2 separate regions of the Mus musculus genome follow, and region 2 is linked to region 1. The links are chromatin contacts, called in public Micro-C maps. All regions are on one chromosome and are shown on one strand. Each heading gives the region's core, a stretch centred on a gene start, on an enhancer-like site or on the middle of the called end of the contact. The rest is flanking DNA. Distances are from core to core; before and after follow the strand shown.

What was found. A called contact is a pair of places that touch in the nucleus more often than the background predicts.
Region 2: a contact with region 1 is called in a Micro-C map of embryonic stem cells, with 4 times the contacts expected there. The contact joins the promoter of Jade2 here to the promoter of Rnf130 in region 1.

The regions. Positions count from the first base shown.
Region 1 is chr11:50,021,354-50,027,707 of GRCm38.p6, forward strand. Rnf130 (ring finger protein 130) reads left to right here and starts at 3,978. Exons shown (of 9, transcript NM_021540.4): 1 at 3,978-4,294. The coding sequence starts at 4,048.
Region 2 is chr11:51,854,870-51,861,223 of GRCm38.p6, forward strand. Jade2 (jade family PHD finger 2) reads right to left here and starts at 2,799. Exons shown (of 13, transcript NM_001357588.2): 1 at 2,442-2,799; 2 at 11-98. The coding sequence starts at 2,569. Gm30110 (a long non-coding RNA gene) reads left to right here and starts at 577. Exons shown (of 2, transcript XR_388628.2): 1 at 577-854; 2 at 1,052-1,728.

The sequences.
Region 1 (6,354 bases), core at 2,728-5,227:
CTCTGGGACCCTAGAGCCTATCTCTGTGAAACCATTTTAGGAACAGGACACACCTGTTCACATCATTCCCAAGGAGGAGGGAGTGAATCTGGGGTGAATATGCTAGCATTAGAAGCAGTTCCTACATGGCTCTGTGTTAGGGGTATAGGCCACCTGTGGCACCCTGAGGATTGGAGGATCCACAGGACACAACTCCAGCAAGCCTGCATTATTGTATTGGACCACCTTCTGTAACAATTTATCCTTGGTCATAGTTTGGGGATGGAATGTGATCAATAACAACAGTGAAGGCCTCAAACACAGAGACCGAGAAGAGAGATTCGAGTTGGGGTAACGAGAGGATAGCTAAGAAAAGGTAGTGGTGCTTCTTCCAGAGCTAAGTATACGCCTGCCCTGCAACTCTAAAGCACACTCTCAGGGATGCAAGACAGCAACGCCCAACCCTGCTGACACAGTGCATTTTCTGTGGCTATAATATATTACCTGAAATTGGGTAACCAATAAAGGCTGGATATGTGTCTGGCTTATAGTTCTGAAGGCTTGGAGGTCTAAGATCATGGCACTATTTGTGGAGGGCTTTCTTGCTGTATCTTATCATGGTAGAAGGAAGATCAGAGCTAGGAGAATAACCAGAAAAGATCTTGCCTCCAACAACATAGAAGGCAAGGACAGACACTCACGGTTGTCCAGTGACCTCTACTTTGCTTTTATAACTAAGTCATTCCTCAGTAACTTACTGGTCCATTACTCCACAAATCCATCAACAGATCGATCTATTCAAAAGCCAGCACCCTCCTGACCCAGTGACCTCTAAATGCCATCAACATATGACATTAGAGATTAGGTCACTACACACAAATGCTTGGGAATAAATATTCAAGCCATAGCAAACAGGTTGTAGCATAAAGCTAGGTGGCAGAGCAATTGTCCTGCATGAGTAAGGCCGCAGGCTCAAAGGTCAACAGCCCGAGGAGAGGACAACAAGGAGGTGTGGCAGCATAGAAACAAAACAGATTTCCCAGCACCCCTGTTTTCCATAGTCCCTAGAGAAAAATCAATAACAGTGCTCATGAATAGGAAAATGGATAAATCAATCATGGAATACTACACAGGAAATAAAAAAGAACCATGACTAAATTAAAATGACAGAAAATTAATTTCAGACATACCATTAAGAAACCAGACACCAGTGAGTAGGTGCTGTGTGGTCCCATTTATGTAAATCAAACTAATCTATAGCCTCAGGAATAAGAATACCTGGGTGTTCGTCACAGGCGGCCAGGGAGACTTTCAGGGTTTTAGTGCTGCTTTTTGTTTTGTTCCAGTTGTTATAAAATGGCTTTCACCTTGGAAATATTTGCCCGGTGTACACACAAGATTTCTGCACTTTCCTACCGATGTTACATTCCTTAGGAAGTGTGTGTGTGTGTGTGTGTGTGTGTGTGTGTGTGTGCTTGTTCACTGTCTGTATGGATGTGTTCAAGCCATGGTACACGTGTGGAGGTCAGAAGACAACCATAAGTGGCTGTCCTTGCCTTCTATGTTGTTTGAGGCAAGGTCTTTCCTGGTTATTTTCCTAGCTCTACTTCGCATCTTTGCACAGAAACTCTGGGGTTACAAACGCGTGTTACCATATGTGGCTTTATGTGAGTTCTGGGGTTCAGAACTTAGGTTCTCATGTTTGCACAGTGATCACTTTACCCCAGAGTCACCTCCCAAGCCCCCAGATGTTACATTTCAACATCAACCTCAATAACTGTAACTCTAAAAATCCAGTGTACTAGTGAATGAAGAGAATGAAAGACAGAAGACATTCACAACCCAGTAAGACTTAATAATTGTTTTTTGGTTCTTCAAGACAGGGTTTCTCTGTGTAGCCCTGGCTGTCCTGGAACTCACTCTGTAGACCAGGCTGGCCTCGAACTCAGAAATCCGCCTGCCTCTGCCTCCATGATTTAATAATTAAAAAGTACAAAATACTAGACAATACAAACGTTGCAAGAACACAAAGAAAAGACACATTAAGTACATTAATGTGGGGGCAGAAAATCAGACTAGGAATTGTGGTAAAAGCAAACTGCTGCTTTTGATAAAATGAGAGCGGGGCTTTGTATGACCAGTTGGGGTCATTTAGAAAATTTAAGAACACAAACGAGGAAGCACAAGAGGAAGAAGAGAAGTTAAGAGGCTATGGAGGAAGAGAAAGAGGAGGAGGGAGAGTGGGAGGGGAGGAGAGGGGAGGAGGAGACAGACTTTGGAAAACTAGACAACTCTCTGAGAGTTTCAGCACTGCCCATGGGGCCATGCTTAGGCTTTGACCCCTGGAGTCCCCCAAGCACTGTTCCATGGGCCTTACACACTTGTCCTTATACACCTAGAGGTAGCAAGCAGATCAAATCCTGACAGACAAAAGCTCTTAATAGAATCTGGGACCTGCAAAGGTGGTAGCTGAGATCTTAGTGGAGCTTGGCAAGAAGGGAATTTGACATGGGACAAACAGGTGATCTAGGCATTCTTATGAACTGAGAAATGGGAAGAGAGACAGGCAAAGAGGTTTAAGAGACAAAGAAAGTGGTAGAGATAGAGAAATGGCCCTGTCAAGGTGGGCATGAGGGTAGCTCACTGACAGGCATCTGAGGGCTCTATTCAGACTTCAGCCCACATCCTCCAGGAAGCCCCCCACACCCAAGTACCCTAAACACTACATTCTCATTTCCCATATACTGTTACACCAGTAGTTCTCAACCTTCCTAATGCTGTGACCCTTTAATACAGTTCTTTATGTTGTAGTGACCCCAACCATAAAATTATTTTCGTTGTTTACTCCTTCCTCTACCCTGGTTTTGTATCAGGTGTGTGTGGACTTCTATCACTTCTCGTCAGGGGCATCAGCACCCCACACACTAAAAACCCTTGCTAATACCATACACATTTTTAGCAAAGGGAAGATTAGACCAACAAATGGGAGGGGAAAGGAGATTCATATTAGAGATAGTCTGATGCAGGCTCCAAACATAGCCTGTGACTCTTTGGCAGGCACCTCCGGGGTCTCATCCTGAGAATAGGTACTGGGGTCCATTTCACCCAGTGAGGAGAGGCCCAATTACTGAAGAAACAGAGCAGAGTCCTTGTTAAATGCCGTGGTACTATGCCATTTTACAAAAAGGAAGTGAAGGCCTGTGGCTCTGGGTATTCTGGGGGCGGGGAGGGGGGAGTGGGGGAAGAGGACCATACCAACCTGATGAAGTTAACATCCGTCTCTAACAGACCTTGCTAACCACTCAGATGCCTTATTGGGTCCAAGTCTACTGGGCCCCAAACGCAAAGGCACTCTCCCGACTGATGTCAATTATTGTACAGCATGCAACCAACCCAGTGGAAATGTTAGCTCTCACAGACATTTAATTTAAAACCTTAACGATTAGCTTAGTTTCTTTTAGTGGTATCTCCAACATCTCTATAGGTTCTTGGAAAGCTTCACAGATCCAGGTCATAGCGGGGTATGAAGCCCGGGGCAGTTCACTGAACCCAGTGCCAGCAAGCAGGTGACTGGACCGCCCCTGGCCCTCGTGCGGGAGGGCGGGAGCAGGCAGCGCCTATTGCGCACGCGCAGCGGACGGGTTTGCGCATCGGGCTTGCGCGTTGCCGCTCTGCTGGAGGGAATGGGGCGGCGGCGGGCACGCGCCTGAGGCGGCGTTGCTGACCCTCCCCGAGCAGTGGGGACCACTCCTTCCCACCACTCCGAGTCCTCTCAGGGGCCCTGTCCGCAGGCCTAGTCCCTGGGCATTCCAGGTGCCCTGACAGCACACGGCCTGACGCGCCGTCCTTCCCCTGAGAGATCCACGGGCGCGCACTCGCGCGCGGGCCGCGGACGTGAGGGCGGCGAACGGCGGAGCCGCGGCGCCGAGGAGGGCCGTGCTCGTGCCCGGCTCGTTTCGAGGCGCGCGCGCGCTCCCGCCGCAGCCCGGGCCGCGCCCGCCCCGCCTCTCAGCACCGGCCCCGGAGCCCGGTCCGCGAGCGGCGGCGGCGGCGGCGGCCGGAGGGACCATGAGCGGCGCGGCGCGAGCGGGCCCGGCCCGGCTCGCGGCGCTGGCCCTGCTGACTTGCAGCCTGTGGCCGACGCGAGCGGACAACGCGAGCCAGGAGTACTACACGGCGCTCATCAACGTGACGGTGCAGGAGCCCGGCCGCGGCACCCCGCTCACGTTCCGCATCGACCGCGGGCGCTACGGGCTCGACTCACCCAAGGCCGAGGTCCGCGGCCAGGTGCTGGCACCGCTGCCCATCCACGGAGGTGAGGCCGGAGCCGAAGCCCGAAGCCGGGCGGGGGTCGCGGGGGCGGCGTGGCCGGGGGTCTGCGCGCCGTTCGGCCGCCGGCCCAGGGGGCTCGAGGTCCTCGCGCTGTGGAGCCTGGCCTGCTCCCCGCTGAGGAAAGAGGCTCCAGAAACCCTGCTGCATTTCACCCTAAAACTAAAAGAGAGCGAGACTTAGAACGTCCTCCTCTTTTTCATTTAGTTAGCTTGTTTACTGGAGGGCACTGGAATGCGAGTTTTCAGGGACAGTTGAGACAAAGGAGGTGGTGCAGGGGCGCAGAACTAGTTCATGGTGGACGAGATGCTTAACCTGTTTTTTGGAATCGGTAGGTTTGTTCCTGAAATCCCACGGATTTAACACTGCAGTGAATCTCTAGGGATCAGAGCCCCCCCCCCCATCTACTCCCCCTCCCCCTCCCTCTCCCCCCAGTAGTGGCTAAGGGGAGAGGGTCCCTGTTGCTTTTGGTTTTCTCTGGCCCCGATAGTTGTGCTGTCATGAAACGCTAGAGATTTTCACATTATAAAGAATGTGAGAGTAGCTGAACTAGTAGCCAAGTCTTTGGTCACGGGTGCCCATCCAGAAGGAAAAAAGGTAAAATGATCAGGAATCGTCTTTGAAGCCATTTGATTTAGCCTTGGCGTTCCCTTTGTGTATGCTGGCTGTGAATTCTTAATGATTTGGTGTAAACTGGTATTTGTTAATTACTGGCCGTGTTTTAAAGGACATTTCTCCGTGGAGTGTGACATTTGGGGACTTTGGCAGGCTGGACTTCGGGGAGATGTCTCCCATCTTCTATATCCTCCCGTTCTCACCTTACAATGTTGAGAGGATTAAAAACCAAAATTGCTATTCGTGTTCAGATGACCTAATCTAGGCAATAGTGTTTGCTTTTATAGTCTAAAATATTAAAATATGCTCTCTGAGCTCGGTATTTGTATAACATATATTAAGCAGTTGTTGTTGAGGCATACTGGCTTGGGGCATAAGGTTTTACTGTTGTCTTTCTTCAACTTAGACTGGGCTCTTAAACGGTCATTTTTACACCAGTGTATTTCTTATTCCACTAGGTTAGAAGCAGTACTTAAGGTCCCTATTTGACCATAGGAACAGTTTTTTTTTCTTTGCTCCATTCAATAAATATTTGCTGCCTGCTCTGTGCCAGTCACTGTGGTTGGGACATGTAATGTTGCCAAACTATGGCAGTAACAATGCTACACTATTTTCTGGTGGGGAAAAGAACCGTGAGGGTCATGTGGAAGGGAAGGAAGAGGAAGAGAGAGGCAAGCTACTCTGCAGAAAGAGCTGTAAAGTGTTATGAAATCTGTGGTTTGCTCTTGGGGCTTGGTTCTCCCCAGGCAACCCAGACCACCATCCTCACTTAAGATGCTGTACTCCAAAGTGTTTTGAGTGCCACTATCTGTTGCTTGTCTTCACCCCCAAATTAAGTCCCCTTTTGGATAGTGCTTGTATGAGTCCAGCAGAAAGGTTTGGGGAGCTAAAAGTCAGTTATCTTAACCTGTCACTGGTTGAAGGCTGCATATTAGACCTCTGCTGCAAATACACACTGTTTGATACTGGTAAAATAATTTGGTCTGGTGGCTTCATTTCTTATTTTTAAAAAATTAACTGATGGAGAACTCACCTCTCCTGTGAAGAAGTGGTGTCATTATTGTGTCCTTAAAAAAATATTACTTATTTTATGTATGGATGTTTTGTTGGATGTATGTATACCATGTAGAGCCCACGGAGACCAGAAGAGGCTGGAATTGGAGTTACACAGCCATCTTGTGGGTGCTGACAACCAAGCCCATGTCCTCTGCAAAAGCAGCAACCACTCTTAACTGCTGAGCCATCTCGCCAGCTCATACCACATGAGAATTGTGTCAGGATTTCTCAGGATGTCAATGGTGGGACCCTGTAGGGGTCAAGTTTTGGACAAATGGCCTTTACCCATGTGGTCTTTCAGTCCAGCAAGTGCTGATTGAAACCCACTTTGCCAAGCACCATTAAAATTGCTGACAGAAAGGAAAGGCAGTAGCC
Region 2 (6,354 bases), core at 1,549-4,048, 1.8 Mb after region 1:
TTTTCCTTGCCTGCTTAGTAGATTGCTCTGCGAGTCCTAACCCGCCCAAGGAAGATGGGACCGGAGGGCCTGGAGGGCTGGTGTGTTCGCCTGGGGCCCTAAGGGGGGGAAAAAGAAATCAGGCGAGGGGAAAAAGAAGTCAGCACCCTGGGAACCCAGGAAACAGGGCCAGGCTCGGTTGGCAAACCTCTGCCAGGATCTTCTGCCAAATGTCCTACTGGGAATTTTACCAGTGACAGGAGAGACAGTGCCACTCTGGGAGGAGAACCCAGCTCCCAAGCTCCGGTCTGTTTGCAAATATAAATGTTAAGGGAGCATCCTAACCTTCTTCCGGGCTCAGAACTCTTCATTTCTAAATGGGGGGCCCCGCCCCTCCCTAAGCCACATCTCTGAGAACAACCATAATCCCTCCCATTGACCTCTTGCAAACTGCCTCTGGGTAAAACTTTGTACCTCGGAATCCTGCAGATGAGGTGGGGGGGGGGGTGCTAGGGGCAAGGGTGAAGTTTGGAAATCTGCAGAGACCCGGGATAACCAGTGCAATGTACCCTCGGGCATAAAGACACCCGGCCCCCTTCCCCCGCCCCCCACCCAGCAGGAGGCCTGAGGCCAAGCTGTTTTTTTTTTTTTTTTTAAAAAGTGCACAGGCCGGCTGCAGCGGCTAAGTGGATTAGAAGAGGGTTGCGCGCCTCCAGCCTGCCCTTGGCGGCGGGCGACGGGCACGCAGGCTGGAGGCGCGCCGGCGTGATTCCGACCGCGGGAGCCGGGAGGAGGAGCCGGAGGTGGCTGCGGGGGGCTCCGGCCCAGGCGTAGGAAGGGCAAGAGGCGGTTCGGGCCGGGGGCGGTGCCAGGAGGTGGGTGGGCTTGACGCCCGGGGCGGGGGAGGGGTCTAGGGGACTCGGGGAAGGGCAACTGAGCCCGGGGTGGGGGCGGGGGTACTGAGCGGGGCAGAGGTGTGCAGAAGAGGGACCGGGCTGAGCTGGCTGGGCCTCTCTGGAAGGTAGAGGAAAGCCTCCAAGCCGGTTTTGCAGATGTCCTCACCCTCCGGCAGAAAAGCTACGAGTCTCCAAGCTGACCCAGGATCACCCCTTGCTCGGAGAAGGGGATGTCTCAGAGCCCAGGGATGGGCGGGAAGGGACCATGGGGAGCCACAAGTCTGCACCCAGGCGGGGAGTGGGCGAGCGAGAGCCGCTCCGCAGGCGCAGGCAAGTGGGTGGGAAGGAGGGAGGGAGAGGGAGGAAGGAGGTGAGCCGGGAAGATGCCACTGCCGGGGGCGGGGCGGGGCCGGGGATCCGGCAGAAGGACTGCAGCAATGTTTGGTGGGGGCGGGGGCTGCAATGTCACTCATTTTGGGGTCAGGTGCGTGTGTCCCAGGCAGGGCCCTCCACTTGTCTGCTGCTCTTAGGTACCACCCAGAGTTTTAGTAAGGGCGGAGGGAAGAGGGGGGAGCTGCAGAGTCGTCCCTGAAGCGGGACGCGAACCAGCAGAGTTGGGAGAAGGTAAACAAGGGCCACGCCCCCTGCCGTCGCCCCGCGAGCGCGCACCCGCCGCTCCGGCCGTCGCCGGTACATTTCCACTCTCGCGGTGCCTCTCCCCCACCGGACTCCCGCGCAGCACCGGAGAGCTGCTGTCCACTACCCCAGTATGCACCCTGGCTGCCTGGACTGCGCACCCAGCACTCACCTGGGAACGTTGTCCCCCGCCCCTTAAGAAGAAAAAAAAAAAAAACTAATTTGTGCAATGCCTCTGAACCCAAGAACCGAGCATGCTGCCCCCGCGTGCAGCTCCCTCGTGCACCCAGCCTGGAAAGGGGGCGCAGGGCGGAGGCGGTGGCCCCCGGAAGGTGTCTAGGACTGGACCGGCTGCACGTGAGCCCAGTGCGGGGTCATGTGCATCGGCTCAGCCCGGTTCGGCACCCGGACGTGCTGCGTATCAACAAAATGAAACTCGGGAGACAGAAGGGCAGATAGCTCCAGGTTTCCCGTGCCCCGGTGCCCGCCACTCAGCCTCCCCACCCCGCACCCCGGTAGCGCCGCAGCCCCTCGGGCCGGCCGGAGCCCGCGAGGCAAGTTGCAGCCCCAGCGCCCCCACCCGCCCGCGCCCCCTCGCCGGCCCAGGGGCGCTTTGCCGCAGTCATTAATAAAGAAGGTCGCCAGGCTCACCCTTCCAAAAGTTGTTGCATGCGCCCCTCTCAGCCTCCCCGCACTGTACTCTTTAAAACACGGCTGACCAACATGCGCAATCTCTCTCCCCAGTGCTGTGCGTCCCCCCCCCCCACCCCCCGCGCTGGCTTCCTAGAACAGGCAGCCAGCGAGAGAGGGAGCGAGCGAGCAAGAGAGAGGGAGCGAGGAGCACTGGCAGATCTGTTGAAAAAAAAAAAAAGCCCACAAAATAATGCCGTGGAGATGCGCAGGGCCCATCCGCTGGGGGCTGGCTCTTACCTTGCTCCGCGGTGCCCTCCCGAGGGGCGCTGCCCTCGGCTACGCGCGGCGGCGGGGGCCGGCGCGGGAAGGATGCTCCCGAAGCCAGGAGCTCCTGGGGCCGGCGCGGGAGGGCGGGGGGCGCGCATCCATCCGGGGTCGTGGCGAGGGAGGCGACCGGGCCGCGGCGCCCCCCAAGCCCCGCACCCCTGCTGGGAAGATGGTCAGCCCTCCAGCTCAGAGCTGGTGCCACTAGGAGTGGGCGCAAAGTAACTCCATGGACGCTACTCACCCCCCAAAAAAATAGCCTCCAACTGCGATGGCCGCGGTCGGCACCATTCACCAACCCCCTGTGTATGTTTCTGTTTCTTTTTAAACCAAGACTTCCTTGTGATCTCTTTAGAGGGGGAAAAAATGTGTTGGGGTGGGGGTGGGGTGGGGTGGGGGCGGGCAAGAAGAGAGGGAGGGGGAGTAGCCACTTTTTTCTAATTCACTCGGATCTCCGCTCCCGGCACCCCCCTGTCGTGTTCCCCCCCCCCTTCCCAGTTGTTTGGCTCCGGCGACAGTCCCAGGTAGCGTTGCGGCCCCCCCGGGGGGGTGCCCTACACGGTCACCCGCCCGCCTGCACGCGGGCCCGGACTCCTCGTGGACTCCGGGGCGCCCCCAACCCGCCCTGTCCCCAGGGCCGGGCCCGAGCGCCGGCTGAGCCCGTGCAAGTCCCATCAGGTCGGCTCACACTTCACACACTCACACACATACCCCGCCCCTCCACTCGCTCACTCACACTTTCTGCTCACACCCCGCCCCCTTCGCGCCCCAGACCCAGGCGGAGCCCCCCACAACCTTTAAAAAAAAAAAAAAGCAAGCTTATACTTAAAAAAATCTTTTGGCGCCATATTAATGACGTACTTAAAATTTGCCATTTCTCCCTGCGTCAAAAAGACGTTTCTTTGCAAATAACAGCTTGGAGGCGACACTCGCGGAGGAAACGAGGCTTGCACGGAGTACCCAGCTCGCCCGCCCCACCCCCAGGGACTCTGGTGCTGGAAGACCCTCGCCCTCCGCCCGGTTTCGGAATCACTGGTTTTAAAATCGAAATCGAATAAATCGCGTGGCGTTTTTTGCAGCGCCAGAAGTGAGCAGAAAGTGCTGGCAGGAGTGCAGGGGAGGGGCGCGCAAGGGGCTGGGGGAGGGGGCGCGGTCCTCCTCCCCCACCCACACCAAATGCAAACTAGCATCCTAGGCAGGGAAAGTTGAAATTGTGGGCGACCTCCGGAAGAGAGGGGCTGTCCTTAAGGGGAGGGGGTCCCTTCTTGGGCTTGTTGCCCCCTCCCCCTCGCGGGTGCCTCCTGGCGCCTGGTGCTGCCCTGCATTTCCGGAGGGGGGGTGAGGCGCACTGTGATGGGTGGGTGGCTAGCAGGGTGGCAACATGTCCTAGCCTCAGGAGGAGTTTGCCCCGGGGTACCCCCTTCCTTCTGCCTCGTGCATCTTATAGCCGCAAAGGGTTAAAAACCGAGGGGCAACTTCCCAGGGCTGGTACTTGGCAGAGAAGCGGGGCGCCCCTCTCCCCACCCTCTCGTTCTCGCCCCTCCTCCTCCGACTCCACTTCCCGACTTGACCTTGTGGTGCACAAACAGTGCTCTCCAATCCTCGCAGTTTCTGGAAGAAGAGCCTGCGCTCGCCAGGCGGGCGGGCTGTCGGGCGGCTAGCCGGCAGTGGCGGAGCCTTGGGTCGGTTCCCTGAGCTGCGGGCCACACCCACCCAACCCGCTGTGCCTGGGGAGCTCACCTTCTCTCTAGGAAGGAAAAGGGCAGGCCTCCTGGAGGGGTAGGCACGTGGGGGGCAACCTTTTGCCTCCTGGGAATGCTCCAGCTGGGGAGGTTGGCTAGCTTTGGACTGAGGTTTGGGGAAGCCTGGCCCTGCAACCCTAAGGCATCTCTCATCTCCAGCATCCCTAAGGCATCTCTTCTCACCCTTGCCAATGTATTCTACCCCTTCCAAGATAATCCAATGATTTCCCCCCCAACTCACCTTTGTTTTTGAAGGCAGGTGGATGAGTTTCAAATCCCTTTCCCTTTCCAAGACTGAAGTTTGTTTATTTTTCCTTTCCCCTCCACCCCCAAACCCCCTTGCATGCAAAGATAAATATTCAATTTACATAAGATGACATTTATGTGACAATTAAGAAGATTCCCCGACGGAATGTTGTGAACACATTTGCTTATAGGAGAAATAAATCTAATAATGAACAAACTCAAAACAGCTCAGATCCTCTGACAGGGAGATTGTCTCTGCAACAAAGAGGGACATGAGGAACCAAGAGCTTTCTGCAGCAGGAGAACTCAAGGAAGCCACCAGCAGAACTTCTCTTCTTTGGCCTTCATTCACAAAGTCTAAAAGAGGCCTGTCTGGCAAGAGGAAGGGCTGGCTCATCAGCACCTCACAGTTAGCCCTAACTCTGGTTCTCAGAGGTCCACTGAGAAGATTTTCCCAGGCCAAGGTCAATGTCTGCTAACACGTGTTGGAGGCTGGGAGTGCCCAACCGAGAGGTTAATGGCTTCTAATCCTGGCTTTTCTGCTCAGAAGGCTGTGTGAGGCAGATCAGTGAATACATCTCTCTGGATCTGTTTTCACCTTGGTGAGCAGAAGATTACAGAGACCACATGAGCACACGCATACCCATGTATGTGAATATGTAAATTTACATTCCCTCTAAGTAAGGCAGGACCAGGCTAAGAGTGCAGCTCACGTGAGTGCTTTGCTCATGTCTTCTTTCTTATAAACTCTTTTCTTCCCCAATTATTTTAATGATGTGTAGTTGTATGTGCACCTATTTTTAATTATGTGTCTGCACATGGGCAGATAGGGATGCAGGCAGGTGAGGCAGGCCAGAGGCATGGGATGCTTTCTGTAGCTGGGGTTACAGATGCTTGTGAGCCACCTAATGTGTATGATTGAGACCTGAACTCAGGTCCTTTGGGAGTGCAGCAAGTGTTCCTAACTACCGAGCCCCATCGCTAGCCCCTGCCTTTTCTTTTTGCTGTTGTTGCTTATGATTGAACCCACGTTAGGCAAGAACAAGAGGACAATGCTGTCTCTCAGCCTTTCCCTTGAGGATACATACAAGAACTCCAGTGTGGACAGAAAGAGGACTAGGAAAGGAACTGGTCAGAAACAGTGGTCAAGGTCCCGATAACTGTCAGCCATGAATCCGGCATGAAGGTAGAGACACAATACACAGAGGCAGAGTCTAAAGTGACCCACAGATTTGGTCTTTGGCCTGGGGGATGGGGTGGGATGTCTGTGCAGGAGAGGACAGGACAAGCTGTTTGCCTTGGCCATTGGGAGCCCATGAACTGGAATGGAAAAATGTCTTGTCAAGGAACCGTAAAATGACCTAGAGAGATGATGAGGGAAGGAATACCTCCTGCGCATGTGTTTCCTTCTGTGCCCCGTGTGCAAGCTGGTCCACTTCATTCCCACAAAAGCCCATTAGCCTCTTGAGAAAAGCCTTAGAAACTCGATAGTTTCTAAGGCCCGCAGTGGTGAGGGGACACCTAAGTGCAGGTGACCTTGGCACTGGTGTCATTACCCTTTGCTTTTACTACACGCCGGAGAAAAGTCATGCTATTACCTAGTCACATTATGATTGATCTCTGCGAGAACAGCAGCTCTATTTAGTCCTTGACATAGTTTTCTAACTGGGGGCCAAACCAGGGCCCCTAAACAGTCCTTAGGAAATGCCACTGGCTTAGAACCCAAATCCCCTTCAGTCCTTGGATTCCGTAGAGCTTTGTGTTACTGTCCAAGGCTAACGTTGGACCTGCTAACAAAATAACAGTGAGACTGATTTTAATTCATTATGTACATAGCTTAATTAAACAAATAGGAAATCTGTCTAGCCAGCCATCATGGTTCACACCTATAATCTCAG